2 separate regions of the Oryctolagus cuniculus genome follow, and region 1 is linked to region 2. A link is a contact called in public Hi-C data. All regions are on one chromosome and are shown on one strand. Each heading gives the region's core, a stretch centred on a gene start, on an enhancer-like site or on the middle of the called end of the contact. The rest is flanking DNA. Distances are from core to core; before and after follow the strand shown. Region 1 holds the start of NR4A3 (nuclear receptor subfamily 4 group A member 3). Region 2 has its middle 110 kb from the start of SEC61B.

Region 1 (7,355 bases), core at 4,254-6,753, 490 kb after region 2:
ATAGGCATAAATAATATCCTGAATTGATTTATCACACATGAGTAATAACACTGCTCCCCCAAATTATCATGGTATTCCAGGGTTTGCCAGTGATTGGAGAAAACATGACAAAAGAATAAACTACCTTCCTAACTGGATTACAAGCCTGTCCTGACTTATTACTACTACTAACAGATGAAAAAACACTACTTAATGAGATCCTTAAATGCAATTAGCATTTATACCACTAAGTAAATTTCCACCTCAGGCTTCTACTTTTTTCTAGAATTTTCTATAACACTTAGTCTTTTCTGCTTGTTAACATTTATTTTAATATTCTAAATCACATGGGCATCTATGTAAAAATTCTAGCAAATCAGAATTCCAAAATCTTTTTTTGCTAAGTTTACCTCTGCATATATATAGTGTCATACAAATCTATGTAAAAATATTTTGGAAAAGATAGCAAGAATTTTTATATTTAACTGGTTACACATAGCAGTCATGGATCTCAATTTTCTAAACCTTAATATTTTTTTTTTTTACTAAAGAAGCTTAATATTAACATCTCCTGGCCTACAGCATCCAGTTCATCATTTAGAGAAATCAGCATAAGAGAAAGTGCAAACAGATGGAGGACAGAGGTTAGAACAAGAGTTAGAGTCAAACCAAAAGTCTATTAGGAAAAAAAAAAATCATAGCAAATCATCCTACGCAGACATAGCAGGTTATGCCAAACTGCCATTTCCTTGTATCATCACGCAACTGTCTGGGCTTGCGGCAACCACCTTGTTCAATCAAGAGTAACAAAAGTTCAAGTAAAGAAAACAACTAATGCATGATCTCATATAAATCCATTTCTGCCAAGAATATCCTAATCCACACAATTTGTTACTTCTATTATGGCTGCTCTCTATTCAGATTCGAATTAGGTGAGACAATATCTCATAGATATTTACTACTGGAATTAAACATTCTTGGATGCTAAAGAAACTTCAACAATGTGTGAGGCAGGCTTTTGAAGTTTAAGGCTTGACAGGGGAATAGGCTATAGGCACAAAAGTACATAAACAAGCAAAACAAGAACAACCAAAACATAATCTGAGATCACTTCTTGAGTTAGCTTTAGGGGAAGGGTTAAGATATTTCAGTAAGCGGAGAATGGGGAAAAGATGCTATAGAAAGGAAAACTATAAACCAATGTGGAAGGTTGGAATGATGTCTGAAGAACAGTGAGGATACCAGTTTGAGTAGGATAGGGAAATTCAGTGGAAATTCAAGAGGCTCTGGGGTTTTGTTGTGGAGACAAAATCAAGCTGCTGAGGACTTTTGAGGCAGAGAGTGATACAACAAAAACTCCATTCTAGGAACATTAACCTGGCATGATGGACTTGATAAGGAAGGGATGGTATTGCAGGCAGATCGGATAGAAAATTACTACAAAAGCCCAGATTCCTGAGCTAGGTTACATCTTAAGTATACAACTCAACATCAGCTGAAGTCACTAAATTTTATATGTGCACCTTAAGTACAACATAGAATTTCTATACTGATTCTAGAATTGTTTCACTTTTCCTTTCTATTTTCACATTAGGTAACAACTTCTGGCTTGAAATTTTTATTTCACCTTTCCTCATCTAATCTTGGCATTAATAAGACTCATCACATTCTTTACATACTGGCAAAAACAACAAGACTGTATGTCAGTGCTTCATCATAAGAGCATTTAAAGCAATTTTTAAATCCCACTTTGTTAAAATGATTGTTTTATGACACATACCACGGATTTCACTTTTCACTTTCCCAGATAAAGAGTGCTTTCTTATAGGCAGATTAGGCCTACAAATCCAAAATGAAATTAAAGAATTATTAGTAAATTTTTAAGTTACTTTATAAAGTTTTAAACAGATTGGCTACCAAGAGTATCATGAAAGCAGAAACTAACTGCTTCCTTTACTTCGTGTGTGTAAAATAAGCAATGCATGAATGCCGCTCTTCTAGAAAAAGAACTGAACCAGAGAAGTACTCAACATTTCACACGTTAAGGTAGTCTTATTCCATCTGACTTCCCAAAAGAGGAGACAACTGTAAAGTAGCAGGAAAAAAGTCATCAAAAAGGTAATTTGGATTACTGAAACTATCATATTTCATGTCTGACAGAATATTATGCCTGCTTTCTAGTAAAGCAGACTTCTGAAAAAGATATAGAAAATACACATTACTTGGAAAAGAAAATCAGAGAAAAACCAATTCTGTTTGGGTCACATGAAGAGTTACATGTGCTTAGGGACCTAAAACTAGGCAGAGGATGTCCCAGTTTGCAGGAGAGCGCCTTGGCTGTTTCTAGGACCTTCCATTTGAACGTGGAAAAGCTGCCACTCATCAGAGACCACTGAACTTCTCCAATAGTGAGTCCAGCCTCCTACCCAGGGGACCGTGCCAGGCGCAGTGGACTGGCCCGGCCAGACAACAGCCCTCAGCCTGCCGGGCCAGTCAGGGAGCAGACTGGGGCCAACACTCAGGAAGGAAGAGATCTGGGACGGGCAGGAGGAGGCGGGGGAGCACAGCGGTCCGGAAGACACCCGCTCCTAGCCAGCGATCAATCCCTCCTTAAAAGAATTTAAGATAAACAAGGACTCTGCTGCTTGCAAACTGCCACTGAAGAAGCCCAATTCATAAGAACAATCTCGGTCAGAAGCTTTCCACAACTCCAAGTGGGCAAGGACCTCTTATATTAGGAAGACGCAGTTTATTCAATAAATCCGCTGTAAGATGTCACGTTTCCTAAAAACTGCACCTAATTTTAGGGTGTCTGCTTATAGTGATTCCAATTCTGCATAAGATCTTAAACCGAAGGGAGAATGGGTGGGGTGCAGAACACAGATGAAATTTTCGCAGCATGGAAATAAAAGTATTTTTAAACCTTCTTGAGGGTGAAGAGTTAGGCAAGAAGTAATACGTGGAAACTGTCAACTGCTTCTCTACACACCCACCCACCAGATACCATCGCAGCCGGCTGGGGGAGTCTCCCTCTTGCCTCACAGCTTCACTTTCTTTGAGGTCTGGAGCTGGTGATCACACTGGCCCGTCATGGTATTTTCAGTTAACAAAGCAGTTACTCAACAGGGGAAAAAGCCACAAAGGAGCAGAGCAGCTGCTGCTGCACCCGTGATGCAAGTGCAGGATGAGCCCCGGGCCGCCACCGCCGCCCCGGCTCCTCCGTGACGTCCGGGAGGGGTATCCCCGGCTCTCAGGAAGTGGCGGCCGCGGGCGGCTCCGCCTCCACGCGACTCCGGGCTGGCGGGGCACAGGCGCGGCAGGACCGTCCGGCCCGCTGAGGGCGGGCGGCTTGGCGGGCATCGCCGGCCCTCCGAGGCGCGTGCGCGTGCGTGTCCCGCGAGCCGCGCCGCCCGGCCGGTCGCCCGCGCCGCCCGCGAGCCTCGCCTCGCCTCGCCTCGCCCCGCTCCCTCTTCACAGCCCGCGCGGGACCGACAGTGCCGCCCGCGCCCCCGCCCCCCGCCCCTCTCTCTCCCACGCCTCACTCCCACTCACCCCGACCCCCAGCGCCGAGCCCGGCCCCAAGTCGCGGGTCACCTGACGGGGTCGAACCGAGTCCAAGATGGCGACTCGCCCCCGCCCCCTCCGCGCTGTCGGCGGGGTCAGCGCGCCCCCTCACGCGGCGCGCTCGCGCCCGAGGCCCGGCTAAAAATAGCCAGGCCCCACTATATTTGGTTCGGCCGGATCCCGGCGCGGCCGCGCGCGCGCCCCGCCCCGCCCGGCCCGGCCCCGCCCCGCGCGCCCCGCCCCGCCCCTCGTGGCGCTGAATGGAGAAGGGGCGGGGGTGACCGAGGGGAACCTACTCCGCTATCTGCGGCGCGCGCCGGCGGCGGGGCCCGGCCAACCGCCGAATTTAGTAACATCGCCTGCGTCAATCACGCGCCTCGCGTGCGTCAGCGCCGCGCGGCTCCAGGTCCCGCTCCCCGCCCCCCTCCCGCCGCCAGCCTTTGAATGGATACAATGTAGCAGCGCCCTCCTTGCTTCGGAGACTAGATTGAACTCCGCAGCGCTGCAGAGGCTCGGTTCCTCTCGGCTGGGTCAGCTTTGGCAGCATCCTCCCACGGTCTGCACATTACCCATGCCGTACATATTTATTCGTAGTTTGGTTTGCAAGGTTCTGGTCCCACCTCGAAACTTCTTCGGTACTGCTCCCCACACACATTTAAAAAAAAAAAAAAACATAGGGACAGGTCAAATAAATAGTCACGCCCGAAGCCACTGGACCACTTGGGGACCACGTATGTCAGCGCTGTTACGGTCAAATGTTTTCTCCTCCAAAATTCATTTCTGAAAGGGGTTGCTGTCACTCAAGCAGCATCCTCTGGAACTCAGCATCTGGAACTCCGATGCATTTTCTGTTTTGATTTTCAGCCACTCACACTGAAATGCATCGTTTCCAAGAAGAAACTGCTGCCCCTCACAGGGTCACCCAGGCTTTGGGCACAACCTCCCAAGACCACAGCAAATCCCCTAGCGAGGGCCACTGACTCATCAATCCTGCGGGCTGATTTCGAAATGCTTCATCTGGGAGATGGGCGAGGGGGGGGCTCTACAGACATCAAAAAGTGAAAGTGCAGAGTTCCACGCCGACCGCGTGCTGGGGATGAGCGAGGGTTTACAACAGCCAACCCCGCTCAGCTGTTCAGCACGTGTGTGTTTGTTTTTGCACACCTCCGGTGGTTCCGTGCGCGTGGACGATGGATGTGCGCCCGGCTGGGTTATAGTGTGTCCGGTCGGGAAACCCAGACCCTGAGTGTAAAGAAGTCAAACCTCATCCGCGAGCCAGCTGCATCCTCGTGCGAAACACGCACCCAGAAGCTGCTGGGCGGAGGAGGGGAGTCAGCCTAAGCGCACAGGGCCAGGGCTAAGTAAACAGCTCCAGCGCCGTGGCAGGAGGAAAGCGCAGCTGCACCTCCGGGAGTCTTCGGGCTGGTGCCAGACTCCTGCTGCACCGCCTGCCAGGTCACTCGGAGAAGCTGGCTGGCGCAGCCTTCCCTCTCGGAAGAGCTGTCCTCTCCCTTACCCCCCGGCCCTGGCTCGCAGCCTCGGGGCAGCCTCGGAGGCGAGCCAGCAGCACTCCTCCAGCGCTACTCCACCCGAGCCTGACAGCTGGGCGGTGCCGCCTGACCCGCGGGCGGGCCGCTGCACCCTCCCGCAGACGCGCGCTCCGGCGAGCTGTGCCGCTGCTCAGGGGTTGGCAGCGCGGGTCCCAGAGGCCCCCCCTCGGCCAGGGCACAGTTTTCCATTGTGCCGCCACGCTCCTGGGCAGGGGAACGCGCGCGCGCGCTCCAGATCACTCACCCGCGCGCGCGCGCACACACACACACACACACCCTCCCTCGCACACGCGGAACCGGCTGGGCCAGGGGAGGGAGGAGGAGGAGGGTGACGTAGCGTCCCATGGCGTCACATTGACGTCTCGCATTCCAGGCACTCTATGGAGAGGCCGCTAGGGCTCCTGTGGCATAAATGACGTGCCGGGAGAGCGAGCGAACGCGCAGCCGGGAGAGCGGAGTCTCCTGCCTCCCGCCCCCAACCCCTCCAGCGCCTGCTCCTCCTCCGCTCCCCATACACAGACACGCTCACACCCGCTCCCTCACTCGCACGCACAGACACACGCGCGCACACACGCTCCGCACACACGCTCCCTTCTCGCCCGCGCGCTCACACCCCTCGCGCCCTGCGCCCTTGCCGGGGCCGCGCCGCGCCGCAGCCGGACGCTCCTGCCCGGCTCCCTTGGCGACGCTGACAGCGCCGGCGGTGGCCGTGGAGGTGGGCACGACGGCTGCATCCTGCCCTGCGGTCGCGGCCGGAGCCAGGACGCCCGCAGAACCTCTCGGCGCCGCTCTCCCATGAGTCGGGGTCGCAGCATCCCCCGCCAGCCGCTCGCCGCCTCCGGGAGCCGCGGGGCTTGTACACCGCAGCCCTTCCGGGACAGCAGCTGCGACTCCCACCCAAGTGCAGATTTCGGGGCAGCTCTCTAGAAACTCGCTCTAAAGACGGAACCGCCACAGCACTCAAGTATGTATAAGATTCGCCCGGTTAATAGGGGGACTTGCTAAAAAGTTGGCGCGCTGGGGAGCTTGGCTCCTGAAATTGACAACTTTGAGCGTGGGGTCTTCCCCCCCTTCAACCAAACCCCGCCGCCTCCGGGCTCCGGCTTCGCGAGGCGAGCGGCCCGTGGGTTCTGATCTGAAACTTTTCCTCGGGAGCGGGCCCGCGGGGATCTCCGGAGCGAGTGGGATTCCTCTCCCCACCCCGAGAGGCGAAAAGCCTCTAACAAAGAGGAGAACCGGGATTTGTGCAGCAGCAGCCCCAGAGCTGTAATTCAGGGTATTTCGCTCTAGTTGTCATGGTAATGATGCTCTCGGCGGCGGCGGCGGCGGCGGCGGCGGGGAGTTGCAGCTCCGGTGATGAACGGCAGTAATTTTCCTGCCTTTTTAGTAGAATCGGAAATAGGGGCTCTGGCGGGTCCAAGCTGACGAACCGAACGGTGGTACCGAGTTGGCTGGGCTGGCAGGGAGCAAGCCTGGGAGGGAAAGGGCCGCCCGAGTTTGCATAGGCGCCCGGAGATCTCAGGAAAGGACGTAATTGTAGGAATGTGGCTTATTGTATTGAAATGAGCCTGGGGCTCCGCTGGGCACGTCTGCCTGGCGTCGCCCGGCTTGCCGGCTTACACTTTGCGCTTTGGAGGTAATCGGGAGTAATTGTCGGCTCCCGGGCCCCGACACGCGTGGGGACCTGGAGCCTCTCCTCTGGGCCAGGCGCGGTGCGGGAAAGCCATGCTCCCGGGTCACTGCCTGAGCTCGCGCTTTTGGAGAAGTTGCTCCGAGCGCCTTACTTAGTAGAAATGAAAGTTGTCGGCAGCCGAGAGGGAGCGCAGAGAGGCGAGCGCGGCCCGCGACGATCGACCGCCGCGGGCACCGCTGGGACCTGCTGGGAGCCCTGGGACCGGGCGAAGGAGGAGGGCCGTTTGCCCCCCTTGATTCCCGAGAGATGTTCTTGGAGATTGCCTTTTTATTCGTGTGTCTGGGCTCTCCGGAGGGAAGAGCTGCACGGAGTTCGGGGAGCAGGAATCCGGAGCGTTAGCCCCCGGCGCGAGGGTGCCGGGGAGGTCCGCGGGCGCCTGCACCCGATCCCCCCGCGAACCCAAGTCCTGGGGCTCCTTTTCCCACGACGGGGGAGTGTATTACAGAATCGAGACGGGGGGAAGAAAAGCTGTGCGTCTCGGAGCCTGGGCACAATGAATGAAATCACTTTATTCTAGTTATTGCAGCCGAACAAGACGTTCGTCATGTGGCTGTCAAAGACTCCTTGGG
Region 2 (6,861 bases), core at 3,402-5,901:
ACAGAAGGGCCACATATGTGCACACATTCCGGGATATTTTTAGATTTTTACAGGATCCAAAGCTCCAACTGCTTTTTCACTCTGCGCTCTGTGGCCACGGTGGAGGAGGCTCTGCCAAGGCAGCCGGCAGAGGCTGATGGAAGAGGGCCTGGCCCGGGGGAGGCCTCCAGAGCCAGCCCGCTCGCTGACGCTCGAAGAGGAAGCAGCTCTGAGCAATTCTCAGAGATGGCAAGAATGCAGTCCCCGGAGCCAGTCTAACCACCAAGAGGAAAGCGACCACTGCTGTGTAAGAACTGTGGGTTGCACAGATACTTTTTGGTCTAGTTTTAGCCTCTAGTTCCCTTCTACGCACACACACAAAGGCCCCTTTAAACTGGCAGCGAGAAGGGTGGAGAAAATACTGGGCACAAAGTCAGGAGGTACGCTTCTGGCTGTTTCTGCGACCAGGTGCCTTCTCTGCTGGGCCTCAGAGTCTCCATCTGCAGAATGGGATGCGTCATGCGTGTATGAGAAGCAATGCCGGAATCCCGAGAGGATTCTCGGGTGGCTGCCTGTTTTGCAAATACATGGTTTTGGGACATAGCCATGCCCACTTGTTTATGCATTGCCTGTGGCTGGGCTGCAACGCAGAGCCGACCCGTTGCAATGGAAACCACATGGGCCACAAATCTAAAATATTTACTCTCTGGCCCTTTAAGAAGAATTTGCTGACCCCTGATGTAACAGATGCGGCGCTCACCATTCCAGGGTATGCCAAAAGTCCCTGCTGCCCACAGCTTGAGGGAGGGGAGGTGGAAGTTATGGTGGGAAAATCCGCAAATGTGTTTCTTACTATCTCCCAAAAATACCCAGTGGGACTGAGGTCCAGATCCCTCTCCCCACCAGCAGCTTCCTTCCCTTGCCTTGCCTTCCCTGCCTCTCCTCCCTGTCTCCCTACCAGAGCTTCCTTGAATCTCTTCCCCCCCAAACCCCTTGCACCTGAACGTCTGAGCCAGAGTCTGCTTCCTGGGGACCGGCCTAAGACAGGATGTGAGTCTTGTGTGCCCTCTGCTTTTGAGCCACTGAGTGGGCACCTCACCTGCACGAAGCTGCCCACTGACTTCTGAGCTTCCGTGCAATGTCACCGTGTGAGACATGGGCCCTGGACGAGGCGCCCCAGGGGGAAGGAGAGACCCATGGCCATGGGGGGCAAGCGGTCAGGCCCGTGTCCTCTGTGTTCTCCCCCTAGGCTCTGTGAAGTGGGCTCTTCTCCGGGAGCCTTTCAGGGCATGCGCAGGTGCTGAGCAGGCAGCGCTGCGGGTCCCTGCTGCGTCTCTTTGGCTGCAGGGTGTGCGTGTGGTGGTGACTTGCACAATACCCCCCTCCCCCCTCACACACACGCTTCCCAGTGTTTTCCCCACCCTGACCACAGATACTGCACGCCACCCCGGCAGAGCCCCACCGCTGTAGTTCTTGTCACAGGCTCCGCCGGCTGCAGGACCTGGGCTAGCACTCGGGTCGCTTTCATTATCTCTAAGGACTCTTGGCTCTGACATCACAGATTTGTACTCAATTCCATTCATCAGATGCCTAGGGGCAAAAAATGACATATATCTACTTCCTGGACGTGGACACTGCTTAATTCCCAGAGAGATTTATTTCTGAGCTACGGCAGGATCTTGCTTGCTGCTATTTAAATCAGACCAACAGAGGATGTTTAATAGTTATAACAGCATTTATTGAGAAGTATCTTATATGCCTTGAGTTAAGTACTTTTAAGGGATTAAGTATTTGATCTCAACTCAAGGTCAAGGCTATAGCCTCCTTTTATACGAGAAGAAAATGAAGTTCAGAAGGGTAAACTACCTGTCTTATATTGCACAGCAAGTGGCCAGGCCAGGGAGGGAAGCCAGTCTGATGGATTCCAAAGACCACGCTTATAGTTACTGGCTTTCGTTCATTTGATGTGAAAACATACACAGCATTCTTTCAAAACTCTCTGAAAAGTATTTTACCAGTGAAGATATATGAATGACAAATAGACACGTGGCAAGATCCTCAAGATCATTAGTCATTAGATAAATGCAAATGAAAACCATGATAAGAAACCAGCACATACCCACTACAATGGCTAAAATTAAATACTGACTATACCTGGTGTTGCTGAGGAGTGGAGGAAGTGAAATGTTCCCGCACTGCTGGTGAGAACGGAAAATGGAACGATGGCTTCAGAAGAGAGTGTGCGTGTCCTGGGGTCGGCGTCTGTGCTGCAGTGGGTTAAGTTGCTGCTTGCGACACTGGTCAGCCCTCCTGGAGCACTGGGTTGAATCCCAGCTACCCTGCTTCAGGTCCACCTTCCTGTGCGTGTGCCTGGGAAGGCAGCAGGTGACGGCGCAAGTGTTTGGGCCCTGCCACCCAGGTGGGAGACCCAGATGGAGTTCCAGGCTCCTGGCTTAGACCTGGCTGCTGTAGCCATTTGCGGAATGAACCAGCAGATAGAAGATTTCTCTCTCTTTCCCTTTGTCTCTACCTCTATCTGTGTCATTCTGTCTTCCAAATAAACTACCTTTTAAAGGAATCAGTTTGGTAGTTTCTTAGAAAAACTAAACCTATATTAATCATGTGATCCAGCTCTTCTCCTCTTAGACATTTACCCCCAAATTGAAAACAAACGTTCACAGAAAGACTTACATACAAGTACTTATGGCATCTGTACGTGGGTTAGCCCCAAACTGGAAACCACCCGAATGTCCGTCCATGGAGGAGTGGGTGAACGGATAGTGGAATATCTATACACTACTCAGCAATAAGAAGGAATAAACTTTTGGTACATGCAACAGTACGCTCTGAATCTCAGAAGAGTTATGTTGAATAAAAGAAGGCAGACAGAAATGACACACACTTCCAGTTATGTAAGGTCCACAAAATGCAAATTCACGTGCAACAATGGAGTTGGCCGCGCGGTCGCCTGCAGGGAGCAAAACAGGGTGAGAAGAATGCATCATCAGGAGTGCAAGGAAGCTTCTAGGAGCTGGAGCTGTCCTCACCCTCTCAGTCATGGCGACGCTTTCACAGGCCTACACACAGGTCACCAGTAATCAAACTACAATTTCAGGATGTGCAGTTTCTTGTAGGTCAATTATATTTCAACTAAGCCAATAAAAAAAATCCTATGAATACCTGAGCACAGAACAAATGGCACTGAATAATCTTTTGGGGGCCTGCAATGAGAGGAGGCTGTTGGACCCAGAAGGGGAGGTGCATGGTTACCAGACAGAGTGGGAGAACATTCCAGACAGGCTGCGGAACTCCCTTCCCCAAGGGTAAGGGCCTGGAGTATGTGGGACACCGCGAATGGTTTGGTGTGACCAGAACCCGGAAAGAGATGAGGCTGAGGGTTAGCCAAGGTAAGGCAGGGCTGGACCATGGAAGAAACCTTTGTGCACGGTTCTTGGACAGTAGCAGAAGGGTCCCAAGCCTGGGAGTGACAGTGGGTTAATTCATGGGACATTCTTCCAATCTTCCCCAGGACAACTGATTTTTCTCTGGACCAACGTCTCTCAACAGAGGCATCACCAACATCCGGGGTAGATAATGCTTTGTTGCAGGGTGGAGGGGGAGGGGCATACCTGCGCACTGTAGGGGGGTCAACAGCAGCATCCCTGGCCTCTGTCCACTAGATGCCAGTAACATGCAACCCACTCTCCCCGCCTCCTCCCTCCCTTGCCAAATGTTGACAATCAAAGGTGTCTCCAAACTCTGCCAAGTATCCCCTGGGTGGCAAAGGAGCCCCTGGTTGAGAAGGGTGCATTGCTGACTTCTGAGTACGTATGGAGATGGCCCTCTTATATTCGTTTTTTTTCCTCTCTCTAAGGCCTGGCAACCTCCCGCTTCCAGCTTTTGTACAAGAGACACTGGACGTGCACTTGGCTCTCTGCACCGCCTCTCTCAGCACCTAGAGCTTATGCTTTCTGCTCCTGGGGGCCCTCGTCCTGGCTGGCTGTAGGGGCCCAGCTGCCAACAGCTCCATCCACTGCCGCATGAGGTCAGGAAGGCAGCTAATTCCCTGTAGGACACACCATACCGTGTCCAGGGGACTCCTGGCTAGCCTCCCACTAGAGGTCAGCTGGGACCGGAGCTGTCCAAGCCTGTTGGCCCTGTACCCTCTGTCCCTCCATCCTGCTGTTTGCCAAGCTGCAGCCTGGAGGGACGAGTCAGCTCAGGAAGCTGCCAAGGCGAGGCAACAGGCCGGGGTGGCAGCTGGAGGCCATGTGACCATGGGAGGCTGTGTATGTGTCACAGGGCAGAGTTGGCCCCTGCTCCTTCCGTGGCTCAATCTGAGAAGCCCTCACATGACTCCTCCGTGGGAGCCCTGGTGCCGGGGGCAGGAGAGGGAGGTGGAGGGCAGAGGGAAGCGTTTTTAGGATCCAGCTTGGAAATCAAACTGCATTTGTGCTCATCACATGACCACCCTGGCACTGCCAAAGCAGACATCAGGTTTCAGACACATGCGGAGGTCTACCCACCCCGGCCCCTGCTATGTACAGGCTGTGGTAGCCCAGAGAGAGGGGCACCAGGCCAGGGAGCCAGCCATGCGACCCACTCCACTCGCCAGATGTCATCAAAATCGCAACACAGAACCAGCCCCCCAGCCTCGGCACTTTGCTCACTGGTATGCGAACCTCACAGCAGTCCCATTTCCCAGTGAGAAAACCGAGACCCAGGGCCATTCCTGCCTGCTCCATTCCCTGCGCTTCTTAGGGTCCCGGGGTTTCATCTGTTTTTGGTTTGTTTTGGTTTCCTTTGTAATACTTCGTCATCAGCTACCCCGCCTCACTGGGCCCCGCAGGGCACGCTGGAGCTGGTCCTTGCTGAAGGGATGCCCCCTCCCCCCACCCCAGTCATCTCATCCTGGGAGAAACCTCCAGGCAGGCTGAGGCTCAGGGCCCTGTGACGGCAGTGCTGCTGCCGGGGTGATGACAAACCGGACAGGCCTCTGCGGAGGAAAGCCCAGAGCTCTTCCCGCAGCCCCCACCTCCCAGTCCCCGGGGGCCAAGAGCTTTATTTAGCTGTGCCCAAATCCTACAGACCTAGAACAGGACTCCTAAGCCAGTGTCCTTGCTGTCCAAGAGGACAAAAGCTCGTGAGCAGCTCTGTCCCCTCCGGGAAGAGAGCCACCTGCCTCGTGCCTGCCCAGTCTTTCACCTCTAGGGCTCCTGCTTTCAAAATAACATTTAATATATCTCATCTCATTATGTAAGCAAGATATATTCAGTGTAGAATATTTGGGACATCCAGAAAAGTATAAAGAAGGAGATTAAAAATTCATCATGATCTCACCAATCGGAGAGAAGCGCTGCTAAAATGTTGATGTAGTTTTCTCATCTGTTCTTGAGTCATGGATATGTATATAGCTCTCAAAAGGAAAACCAGAATCACGCCTTATATAAATTTAAGAGAACGGTTGAGGTATAAGATATATAAAGGTGCAACTCTTAAGTGCACAGCTCAGTACATTTTTATGTTCTGTGTACATGTATGCCTCCTGAGACTGCGACTCCAGTCAAGATAGGACCATTTCCAGGCCCCAAGAAACTCAACATGCTCTTTCCCGGCCAATGGCAGCCCTCTGCCTCCAAGGAGCCACCACGCTGCGGGCTTCCAGACTAGATTCACGTGTTCTTGAGCACCATGAATTCACATAATGTGTATTCTTGCATCTTGCTTCTTTCCCCCAACCTGCAGCAGCTTCTAAAGCCTGGCCTAGTCATCAGTGTGCTGAATGGGTGTTGGGTGCATGTTGAGTGACTGACTGAGTGATCGAATGGATGGGAGAGTGGGCTTTGGTTAAAGTACAGGCTCTTAGCAGGCTCCTGGGTTTTGCAGCAACCCTTGAAGATCCACGTGGAGAAGGAGGAGCTGGCAGGTGGCTCGTGGAGTAGCTAGGGTGAGAATAGACTATGACCTGGACTGCAGGGAAGGTGGTGGGGAGGGGGAGGGAGCAGATCACTCACGCCTGTGCTGCCTGCCTGGCACTCAGGAGGACTGGGCTGGTGCCCCGTGAGCAGCAGGATGGGGCGTATTTTTAGAAACCCCATCATACAAGCAGCCACTGACACCGTGATTCCCTCGCCGCCACAGTGCCCATGGCTGGACACTGAGCATCCACCCTGGGCCAGGCCCCTGTGCTCTGAGCCCACGACCCCTGCTGCCCTGCTGAGCAGGTGAGAATCACGCTCCACAGAATCACGCGAGGGACCAGTGACCCTGGAGAGCATGCCAAGGAGAAATGCAAGCCCTTGGCTAGTGGAGGAAAGGGGGGCTGTCCCCTGAGCCCCGAAGAAGAAATGCCTACTCCTCAGGGTCAGGGTCACCGCACAGCTCCCAGCAGCACAGCCCTCCCTACTGTTGAAAGTGCCCACAGTGGGAAAGCCCCCTTCTCCTCTCGCGAGCTCGGGCCTCCCCCACACAGGGGCTGCCTTCCTTCCCTTTCCCTTACTCTGCTACCAACCCCCCCAGGCGCAGCCACAGGACTCTCCCCGCTGTGTGCCCACCTCCTTCCTCTGCACTTGTTCTGCTCTCTGCCTGTCCGTTTTTCATCACTAAAAGGAACTTACAGGGACAGGCTACTTTTCAAAGAAAAGACATTTGTTTTGGCTTAAGGTTCTGGAGGTGCAAGATCTAGGGGCAGCGTCTGGTGGTGGAGTCCTGAGGTGGGCACAGAGCATCACATAGTGAGACGTAGGGAGCCCCCCTGTCTGTGTGTCTGTGTCTGTGTGTCTGTGTGTCTGCCTCCTGAGACGCAGGGAGGGTGCCCATCTATGTATCTGTCTGTGCATTTCCTTCCCTCTGCAGTAAAGTCACCAGGATTTAATCATGAGT

The links. A called contact is a pair of places that touch in the nucleus more often than the background predicts.
Region 1: a Hi-C map of skin fibroblasts shows a contact between it and region 2, with 2.0 times the contacts expected there. The contact joins the promoter of NR4A3 here to the enhancer-like site in region 2. A contact is called at or near these places in 2 of 6 Hi-C or Micro-C datasets (psoas muscle and skin fibroblasts).

The regions. Positions count from the first base shown.
Region 1 is chr1:203,477,498-203,484,852 of mOryCun1.1, forward strand. It overlaps NR4A3 (nuclear receptor subfamily 4 group A member 3), which reads left to right and starts at 5,504. Exons shown (of 9, transcript XM_017349418.3): 1 at 5,504-6,057. It overlaps LOC103349472 (a long non-coding RNA gene), which reads right to left and starts at 3,635. Exons shown (of 9, transcript XR_011381209.1): 1 at 3,532-3,635.
Region 2 is chr1:202,988,645-202,995,505 of mOryCun1.1, forward strand. No RefSeq gene overlaps it. Among named protein-coding and RNA genes, the nearest start is that of SEC61B, 110 kb to the left of the region's middle. Within about 2 kb of position 4,652, at least 4 of the 8 cell types and tissues checked have an H3K27ac peak or open chromatin away from gene starts, as enhancers often do.